Regions from separate parts of the Gossypium hirsutum genome. Here all the other regions are linked to region 2. The links are chromatin contacts, called in public Hi-C maps. All regions are on one chromosome and are shown on one strand. The core of a region is the stretch at or near the end of the contact, and the rest is flanking DNA. Distances in the headings are between cores, read along the strand shown. Region 1 holds the start of LOC107951415 (QWRF motif-containing protein 2). Region 2 holds the start of LOC107951033 (E3 ubiquitin-protein ligase APD2). Region 3 has its middle 17 kb from the start of LOC107951415.

Evidence for each region. A called contact is a pair of places that touch in the nucleus more often than the background predicts.
Region 1: a Hi-C map of leaf shows a contact between it and region 2, with 2.9 times the contacts expected there. The contact joins the promoter of LOC107951415 here to the promoter of LOC107951033 in region 2. A contact is called at or near these places in 11 of 34 Hi-C or Micro-C datasets (anther, callus, fibers and 2 more).
Region 3: a Hi-C map of leaf shows a contact between it and region 2, with 2.0 times the contacts expected there. The contact joins the enhancer-like site here to the promoter of LOC107951033 in region 2. A contact is called at or near these places in 8 of 34 Hi-C or Micro-C datasets (callus, hypocotyl and leaf).

The regions. Positions count from the first base shown.
Region 1 is chrA02:21,036,972-21,040,469 of Gossypium_hirsutum_v2.1, reverse strand. It overlaps LOC107951415 (QWRF motif-containing protein 2), which reads left to right and starts at 1,710. Exons shown (of 6, transcript XM_016886466.2): 1 at 1,710-3,190. The coding sequence starts at 2,063.
Region 2 is chrA02:21,319,799-21,323,499 of Gossypium_hirsutum_v2.1, reverse strand. LOC107951033 (E3 ubiquitin-protein ligase APD2) reads left to right here and starts at 1,908. Exons shown (of 8, transcript XM_016885923.2): 1 at 1,908-1,995; 2 at 2,089-2,199; 3 at 2,290-2,516; 4 at 2,603-2,699; 5 at 2,828-3,126; 6 at 3,223-3,292; 7 at 3,396-3,701. The coding sequence starts at 2,097.
Region 3 is chrA02:21,053,836-21,057,258 of Gossypium_hirsutum_v2.1, reverse strand. No RefSeq gene overlaps it. Among protein-coding and RNA genes, the nearest start is that of LOC107951415, 17 kb to the right of the region's middle. Within about 2 kb of position 1,823, at least 8 of the 9 cell types and tissues checked have an H3K27ac peak or open chromatin away from gene starts, as enhancers often do. A contact at or near this core is called in hypocotyl and leaf, where this site is marked.

The DNA.
Region 1 (3,498 bases), core at 461-2,960, 280 kb after region 2:
GTTGTACTGTTAAATATTGCCCATACACGATCCAGAGGCCTTGGCATAAAACTTTCTCAAAATCTTCCGAGTTCTTGAATTTGGCTAGGAAGTATCCGTTCTCCACATCCATTAAGTGAAACGGTTGAGAGGGTTTCCAAAGCAAATAGACTTTGTTATAAAGCGTTGAATACTCGATGCTTCTTCCAAAGAGTTTGATTACTACTGTGTATGTCACATCTTTGATTAAAATTTGATTTACTTGATCAGAAAATTTAATAGAGGGGATGCCATTGACCAATGAACATTCAATATCATTTTCCGATATCTCAAAATCTCCTACTCCATCTGCCCGATTCCCACCAACCTGTCTCTCCATGATAGGACCTTTTCAAAAATCAGTGTTATGTCCATCACAATATCTAGGTTTTCCTCTGTTTCCTTTATACAAACTTTCTTTAACCACCGACTCATTATTTCATCGTCATCTCTCCCTTTGCGCTCCGTGGAGTCCATAATTTTGTAGTACACAATATATTTGAGCAAATGGTAGTCCAAGCGTGGAATTATAAAAAAGATAAAAATTTATAAAACAATCATTAAAATTTATAATAATTACTAGAAGCTAATTAAAACCATAAAGTTTTTATAATTTTTTTTAAAAAATATTAAAAATGGTTAAAAATTAGAAATTTAATTTAGAATTTTTTTAAAAATTAATTAAAAGCTATATTTAAAAATATAAATATTTTATAAAAATTATTTTTCTCATTTTTATAAAAATATAGCAACTTACCATTAATTAAAAAAAGCCATTGATTATTAAGAAGGCATAACATTTTAGAAGAACTTTCAAGTATGCATAAGAAAAAAAAAGAATTCCAATGTTTGATATACTTAAAAATAAATTATATTAGTTAAATAATTTAGTAAAAATGAGAAAAATAATTTTAAAAACATTTAATAAATAATTTATATGGTTTTTAATTAATTTCTAACAATTTTAATAAATTAATTTTTTTCTAAATTTTATAAACTTTTATGGTTTTTAATTAATATCTAATAATTATCATAAATTTTAATGATTTTTATAAATTTTTATTTTGTTATGAATATCTTATTAAGTGGATGCCCATCATGATCAATATAAAGTTTTAATATACTTAGTTAGTAGAATTATAAATAGAGACTCTGACGAAGTATTGTAATCATCCATTTGATCAATAAAGTATATTTTTTTTATTCCTTTTATATTTTCTTTGTTCTTTGTTCTCTCCATCTCTCTTATTTTATAATACGTTATCATAATACAATCACTCCAAATGTTGCTCAAGTTGTTGACAATAGCTATTGTAATTGCAATTTCAGCCTTCAATTAAAGCCTATGCACTATGAGTAATCATTAGAGCTTTTAATCACTTAAATCTTCCACGCATGTTTGTAATAGTAATTATAAAATAAAAAATTAAGAAAAATATTTAAAATTCTATTTTACTAGATTTATTACATTCCCTACTAACCCCCTGATTTCATCCCTACTTCTTACCACATCATCCATAATTCTTATCAAATAAAAATAAATACATATCTTTTTTCCAAAACTGATATATTTACTTTGGTAGGAACCATAAATAAATAATATGGTAAAAGAATTTATAAAGTTATTTCTCGTGAAGAAACAAGAAATGTGGCAGCCACGTGTAAGTAGTTTAGTAACAGACCTACAGAGGTTGCCTCTCCTCCACGCGACTCATCCATCCCCATAAAACCCCGCCACTGCAATGGATTCCCTTCACTTTAAATTCCATACTACAAACAAAATGTATACTACATAGGCCACTCCTAGCATTACCACCCTTATGCTCTCTAATCTAATCTAATCTAATCTTTTCCCACATCCTTCTCACTCTCTCCTCTATGAAAATTCTGAGTTTTTATGTTTAAAGAATAAAATCTGTTAAATCCCAACAGTTTTTTTCAATATAAAATTGGAGGTGTTTATGATTAGATACGTTTAGGTGTTGGGAAGAGAGTGAGATTAAAGGATCAGACTGTGGAATTGAATTTTGTGAGTGCCCCCCCAATGGTTGCTGCTACCCTAAACCCCAAACACCTGGGAGGAACTGGGCTACTGCCTCCCTTGTTGCCCTCCGACCCCCACAATTCCATCCCTCCGCCCCCTCAAAATTCCCGAAAATGTTTGTCCACCTCCTCATCCCACTCAAATTCTTCCACAAAACACACGACTTCATCGGCTATTAAGAGGTCTCAACCGGTGGAGAGGAGACATGCGGTGACCCCGCCGTCTAATAAACCTATGCGTTTGAAAACTGACAACGCTAACAATAACACTGCTGACAAGGTTAGCAAAGCTACACCAGCTCCATCACCATGCCCCACAAAGAAAGAAACCACCAAGAGGCGCAAACCGACGCTGGAAACGAGAAGAACAGAGCAAACCGAAATTTCAAAGACGGAGCGGTGGCCGGCGAGGTTAAGGCTACCCAACTCGGTGGCTAGTAGAAGCATGGCTTGCACCGATGAGAGGAAGAGATTAAACGGTTCTGTTAATGGCAATGTACTTGGGCCACTGCAAGATTTCATGGCTGATAATAGAGATATAAGAGCCGTTACTCCTGTTGAATCTAAGGCTCAACGTGGTCTCGCTGCTTCTGATACTGAAAGTGTTTCTTCTGGTAGTACGTCAGGTTCTTCACAAAGTTCCTCCGCTAACGTAGACGTTAAGCGTGGGCCTCCAGGAATAATGGTCTCCGCTCGGTCCTGGCAACAGACTGCTAATCGGGTATGCCGGTCCCATCCTGGCTCGCCGGTTCCTAAGAAAAATACAGCGCGCACTAAGCTAATTGTACCAGACAAGTTCGGAGCTGATACTCCTTTTTCGTCTCCAAACGGTGTATTGAATAGCAGAGGACAGTTACCGCCAATTCATGGGCCAGTTCGGCCTGCGTCACCGAGTAAGCTTGGGTCATCTTCAACGAGGGGAATGAGTCCTAGACTGAGGAATGGTTTGGATGATAATTTGGTAACTAGGCTGTCGATTTTGAGCTTTGTTGGTGATGGTTTTAAGATTGGGGAGAACAAAGTTTCGGATGCTAATTTGTTGAGGCTACTTCATAACCGGTGGTTGCAGTGGCGTTTTGTTAATGCTAGAGCAGATGCTACTCTGTCTTCCCAAAGGTCTAACGCAGAGGTACGACTCTAAGAAGTGACTTTGAATTTATCTCGTTGTGTTTGTATGCTGTTTGTATGCTTCATCAAGTTTGCATGCTTTACTATTATAATATTCATAGGAATTCGCTTTTACTATAATTTTGGCAGTACAGCTCGCAGCATTAAACGTTGCATACGAACACCATTTTGAGGATTTTGGCTAAGTTTTACTTTTAGAAAGTTAATTTTTTTAGAATGTTGCCTGGCTGCACGCAGTTTGTTTTGTCTTACCATCTGGAATTTCAGGGTTTTGTTAATTAAAAAAAGAGAGCTCAAGAACAGTCCAGA
Region 2 (3,701 bases), core at 659-3,158:
TTTATTACTGCAACAACAAGAGCAATTCGAATGGTATTTTCTTGAACCAATGGACTGAATGTATCCAGAAAATCAGACGCAACATGTTGAGAAAACCTTTAGCAACCAATTATGCCTCGTATCGATCTATAGTCCCATTTGGTTTCTTTTTTACTTTAAATGACCACTTCCAGCCTATGGATTGTCATGCTGCAGGAAAGGGGTAAAGACTCCATGTATTGTTGTTGAGAAGAGTTTACAACTCATTATATATAACACCTTGCCAATAAGGATGACCCATAGCCTTGGTATATTGGTTTAGGATCCAGATTGGATTTGTTTGGGAGAAAAAATGTTCTATTTTTTTGAAGAAATTTTTATTTTGCTTTTAAATGATGTACAAAATGAATTGAATTTTATATTTTCTTATAAGGCCTTGTTTGGCAATTGGTTGATAGCTGATTGCAGTGGATGGTTTGACCAATTGATTCTATTAACTGATTTGACTAACTGATTCTATTAACTGTTTATTTAAAAGTGTTTGGTATAACTTAGCTGATAGCTGATATATGTAAAATGACAAATAATAGCATGACACATTTTATTGTTAAGTATTTATTTGTTTATAATATTTTAGTCTTTATTAGGTGAAATTATTGGAATAAAAAATTAAAATTATAGGGACCAAAAATTAAAATTACATGGACAAAAAAAAGATGAAATACATGGAAAAAACGACTAACAATGAGGAAAAAAAATCAATTTATAGAGGCAAAAAATTTCGACAAATAAAGGCCCCTTAAAAAGTACAGCAATTTAAAAGCATAGAAAGAACTAACCTTAATGGATGAAATCATCTTGCAAATGAATCTCCATAGTTGATTTTTATAGATTTACAGTGGAGTTTTTATTTTTTTAGATTTACTTTGGATTTTGGAGGTAAAAGTGAAAATGAGAGAATGGAGGTTACTGATATCTTAGCACCCCTACTATGTTTGAAAGCATGTGGCAAATGGAGTAATTTTTGAGCAAGCATTGTCAAATATGTCATTCCACATATCTCATTTTCAATTAGCTATGAAAAAAGTTGTCCATCCCAGTGTATTTTGTTTTGGAGGTTTTAGCTCAACAAGCTCCTACAAACATTCATTTATCAAACACTACAATTAGAGGGTTTGATTACTCAATCCTCTATTTGTACTCAAATCAGCTAAAAAAGGCTCAAAACTCTATTTACCAAACACCTCTTAGTAGTCGATTTAGTTCATATTTAATTTCTATATCAGTTTAGATTAATTTGTATTTAATATAAAATAATTATCTTAAATTTTGTAATTAATAACATATATTAATATTATAATATTTTATAAACAAAACTTTTAAATAGATAAGTATGTTTACTAAAATTTATATTATGTAAAATTTAATTAAAAAATAATAATTAGAGAGCCCCCCAAGTAAGTGGGGGTTTAATGATTATTTTTTTTATATTCAATAATTAAGAGTTGTATTATTATTTACACAAAGCTCTTGCACTTAACACGCTTTTAGGTTTCAATTAGGTGAAGTGCTTTCTGAATTAAAGAAAATTGCTAAACTCAATGCTTTATTTGCTTGGGGGATGGATGGAATGCGTGATGCGGAATGGGCGGAGGCCTAAGGACGAGAAATAAGCTAGCTAGTGCCATTAGTGGCTTAGGACGAGAAATTGCGTTTTGGGCTTAGATTATCTAATCGACTTGCATGATGCTATTGCTATTTGATTCAACGAAATGCAATAGAGTTAAAGGGCCAAAGAATTAAAAGAAATGCCTTCCACGTTTCTAGTGGGTCCACTCCGAGGTTGGCATTGCCAAGGGCCCTCTCGGCAAGGGGTGTGTGAACAACCGAGTTATAAAAGAGCAGGCCTTGCCTTGACTGGTTAATAAAGGCACCCAATATAACTGACACCTAATGTTCAAACAAACTTGCCATTCAATTCCCCGCCAATCACAAAGGAAACGGTTAGTTGTGACGGTAATAATATTCCCCCAGAAACCTACTAGTCTTTCTCTTATGTCTCATTTACATTTAGCCTCTCATCCATTGCTTCTTTTTGCTTCCAAATAGTAACAACCATGTTCAGGCCAGGGTTCGTACCAGCTTCCAACCATGCTCAACTTCCTCAGTGGAAAGACACTTGGACACGAGTGCTACCTGCTCTGACTTTATGGATATGTGGCATGTAATTCGTTCACTATGTTTTCTGTTTCATTCATTCTTCAATCTTAAGCTAAAAGTATTTTTGGTTTGGCTTTTCTGATTTTGCAGTGTCGGTAATCCTCCGATATGGCTACTATGGGAATTGCAGTATGGTGCTTGGACCAAGCTCTTCTCGGTTGATGAAGGCCAGTTCTGTTTTTGTACAACAGGTTCAAGTAAGAGATGAAAATTGGAAAGGGGCTCTTGTTTATGTGTTTCCAGAGAAACCAGAGTTAAGCAACGAAGTAAATTGGAACTTTTCAAATTATTTGATTGTTGGAGCATATGATCGCAAGGTATTACATCTAATAATCTAATTTTTATTTATTTGTTTAAATTTAAACACAAATACTTTACCACTCCACCTATGGTTCAATTTCAGGGATACTCTTTGTGGTTAAACAAGGGTTCTAGGATCCACATAAGATGGGCAACTCAACCCAGTAGATTAGACAAAATTGAACTCATTATCATAAAAGGTAGTCATCTTAGCTCCTCTGTTTAGTTTATACTTTACACCAACATGAATACCCAGATTGCCAAATCTAGTTTAGTCCCTCTGGGATGTGGATTGGGACTCTCACACAATTAATCTGTGTTTCTGCAGGAGAAAAAAAACCAGAAACGTTGCTGCCCGAACGAACAGTGCCATTTGGTGCCCTTTTCCTGAATGAACCAGTAACGGGTAAAGAAGCAGAGTACAACATTGAGGAAGATGACAAGTACTCTGTAGGTCTAATTAACTGGAACCCTAGAAGCATAATTATTACATTTAGTTTAAATGTTACATCCAAAGTTTATGATGTAACAAAAGCTAGCGATATGTGTTCAACACTAAATGGATCATGCCGGCTCCAACTTCAGTTTCCCCACACTCAGTATGTTATAGTTTCAACTCCTGATAATGTAAGGTCTCAACCCTTTTGTAATTCAAGTTTAACTTCTTTTCATATTACTAATGAATTCCTCCTGAAATTAGTCAACAAAATTTAACTTTTTCAGGGTGATATTGCCGGACGGTACGTTGAGCTGTCTTTTGTTGCTCGAGTTATTACTTACATTGCAATTTTAGGTACCATATATACATGCGGAAATGTTCAAGTGCAGACCAGAGAATTAAGTTTTTATTGCTATGATGGTTTGATGCTTTTTTTTTTTGTTTTGGTTATCTGTAGGTTTCTTCATCATTATCATTTTATTGGTGCTGAAATACCTAGGAGCATGCAATGATGAGATAATTAATAGTAATACAACGTTCAGGGAAATATCGTGGAGGACGGAGACTGACCCTATTTTACCGGAGAAGTCAGTTCGGTTGACCTACGGAACAACGGCAGAGGACGACAATGATGATGCCGAAACCGGATCTTCAAGTAGCTCGTCGGAGGATTTATATGATGCGAAATTATGTGTAATATGCTATGATGATCAACGCAACTGCTTCTTCGTCCCATGTGGACACTGTGCGACTTGCTATGATT
Region 3 (3,423 bases), core at 574-3,073, 270 kb after region 2:
ACACCCACGTGACTGTACGATACATTAAAAGACGAAACCAATAGGAAATCCCCACGTGTGGGAGAAAGGAAAGCACAACAGTATCGATTAGCAGATTTTCCGTTAGAGGCATTGGATCCAAAACAGGTCCCAACTCCCAACGGGTAGGAAGTGACACGAAGACACGATGACGTCATCACCGTACTTTTGTCTCTGTTTTTTTTTTCATTCCCCTAAAAGAAGCCATTAAAATACAGGACGGAGAGCTCAGGCATTTCCAGAGGAGAGAGGAAAAAAAGTGAGAAAGGAATAAAGACAGAGAACGAAAGAGAAGGTTAATATTACACTTTTGAATTTCGTTCCTTTTTCTTTTATATACAATCTCCTTTGGTATTTTACATCTTTATTTTTTGGGGGTGTTGCAGGTGAGTTGAAATCAAATCTCTTATTCTTTAAATTTTCTGGGAGGAATTGTATCTCTCTCTCTCTCTCTCCTCTCAGCCGGACGAAATAGAGGAAATTTCCGTTGGTATAAAAATGCAGGTGTTTGATAGAATGACTATTCCAATTCGCAGAGTTTGGAGCGGTGTCGCCACCCGCTTCGGCGTTCGTAAAAGTGGTTAGTCTCAGTTCATTTGCCGCCGACTTGCTGATGTTCAATTTCCGTTCAGATTAAAAGAAAGTTTTTTTTTTCTTTTGCTTTTGCATTTATCTTGTCTGAGCGGTTTTGTTTTCCTTTTTCAATTTAAATGTTTTCGTTATCAGACAACTTGGATTAAGATTTTGGTGTTAAAGTTTTAAAGAAATGAGTTTTATAAACTTGAATTGTAAAGAACAAGAATTTGCATGTGGGAATTACATGGATTTGGGCTTCCTTACCTTTAATTGCTAGCCTTTTTGAAGGCCGGTATTTCTTTGTCTCGTATATGATTTATAAATTGTGGAACAGCTATTTTTATCTGATGGGTTTTGTTGAATTCTTAATCTTGAATGCTTAACAGGGGGGAAATGACGAAAGGGAAATTTTTTTCTTTTTTTCTTGAATCTCTGGAAAATAAATGGGAATCCAAGAAATAATTTAGAGGGAAATGGATGATTGACATATGTAAATTAAAGGCTAAAATTCATACTCTGTCCTTAGCCAATATTATCATGTGTTGAAACAGCTCATATGAAGCTTCGAAAAGATATAAGCTCTTGCGAATACGAGGATGTGCGAGTGATGTGGGAAATGCTGAGCAGAAACGAAGCAGAAACCATTCGATCCCCAACAACAAGTAAAGGAAGATGCAGAAAGAGACCATTGTGGAATTGCTTTGAATGGGCAAAGCGAGCTCCTTTTTTTTGTCGAAGCTTCTGAATAACTGTCAGAGAGTGTGTCTTGTTGCCACTCAGGGTTTTCAGTTTATCATCCTATCTTAGACCTTTGTTTGGATATCATCGATCCAGTGATAATAAAAGAAAAAAAAATAGGGAGAGAATGGAGGGATTTGTTTGTGAGATTGCCCCTCTTCTTCCCTTTGGTGTTTTTTTTTCTGTTATGTATGTCTCAGTTATCTGTAGATATCAACCGTCTGTCATGTCCATGCTTTTATCTCTGGTTCTATGTAATAAGCTGCTATATATATGTCCATGTTCTCCTCCAGGCTCTTTAATCTTGAGGGTGGTACATTGATGAAGTTTGTAAAAAGATGGGTGTCTTTCATTTTCTGTGTTTATCCTTTTTAAATTAAATGATAGGTGAAAAATCACAATCAATCAATTTTTAATTAGGAGGGGAGAGTGGGGGCCGGGGTGGTGCACCAATCAGAAACTGCAGTGATTGAATGGGTTAATTTAGTTATGATTTTGAAAGGTAGAGGTCTCATAACCGTAAAAATTTGTGATGTTGAGACCCCTGTTTTAATTATGTTTCTTGCTCTTCTCGGTTTTAGTTTCAAATCAAAAACTAAACCTTTTAACCGCTGTAATAGGGTGTGATATGTATTTTGTTTATTTTTTATCTTTAAGTTATAATATTATTATAGTATTTAATTTTATCGTTATTATTATTTTTACATTAATTATATGTAAATATATCATCTATTTAAACTTATCTTAATTCAACCCAACCTCATATTAAGATTAGTTGGACTAAAAATTATGATTTAAAATAAGATATTGAGTTGAATTAAATTTAAAAATTGATTGAATCAAAATTTAAATTAATTTTATTTATTTTAGATTTTTCATAATTTTTAAAAAATTTACTCAATCGAACGGAAAATCAACTGATTTTAAAAACTTGAAATTAATTATTTATTAATTAAACTTGTTTGAAGTAACAGATTTTTTTTTATGTCAGAAATATTATTTTATAGGATTTACTCTGCAAAGTAGCTTTCGCCAAGATCGTCAACATTCACGTTCATTGAGCCAAGGCCCAAGATTATCATTTCATTGATCCAGCTCCTATAATCGCTTAAATCATATCATATTATATTATATAAAAAAATAAAAAGGGATAAATATCATAATTATATATGAATTTTGATTCAATGTGTAATGTTATATATGGATTTTGACTTTTTGTGATTTTATACATGAATTTTGATTCGATTCAATTTTCAAATCACTAACAACATTGTTGAATTACCACCATTTTACATTGGATATTACATACAGAGCAATTATATTAATCCAATATAAAAATAAATATATGTATTCATTTCTTTAAATGTGTATGATTAAATCAAAATTAGAGTTTCTTGTATACATAAGAACGAAAATACAAGTTTCATGTGTATAATTGCATCAAATAAAAGTTCATGTATCAAATTGCACATTGAAGCAAAATTCATGTATAAATTTAATATTCATATATCAAATTGCACATGACAACAAATTGAGCATTTTATTTGTACAGATACCACATTACACATAAAAGCTTAGAGGCCAACTATGACATTGACCTATACTAATTGTAGAAAGTTAAAAGTGAAAATTTGAAAATTTTGAAAATGAAGTCACTACCTGCTCCTAACTAAACCTATTCATGGGTCAAATTACTCACTTAAGCTTAAAGATTCATCCAAAATTTGAAAAGATTTGAGTAAAAATATTATATCCAAAAAATAGAATTAGACAAAAAAAATTAAACCCGTTTTAAGTAATGACCAAACTCGGGCTCGAATATTAAAGGTCTAAGTTTGCCCCACTTCCTAAGATTGTATTATAGCACATAAAAAATTAAATCTATAATAATATATAATATTATAATGTAAATATTAAAAAATGCTAAGATGTCTATATATAAAATTTTAATAAATGAGAAAATATATAAAATTATTAAATATTAAATTAATACTAATATAAATATTTTTAAAAAAAATTAAAAAATATTATCAGGTTTAAAATGAGTTTAAGTTTAATATTTTATTTGGTTTAAACAAAATTTTAATCATA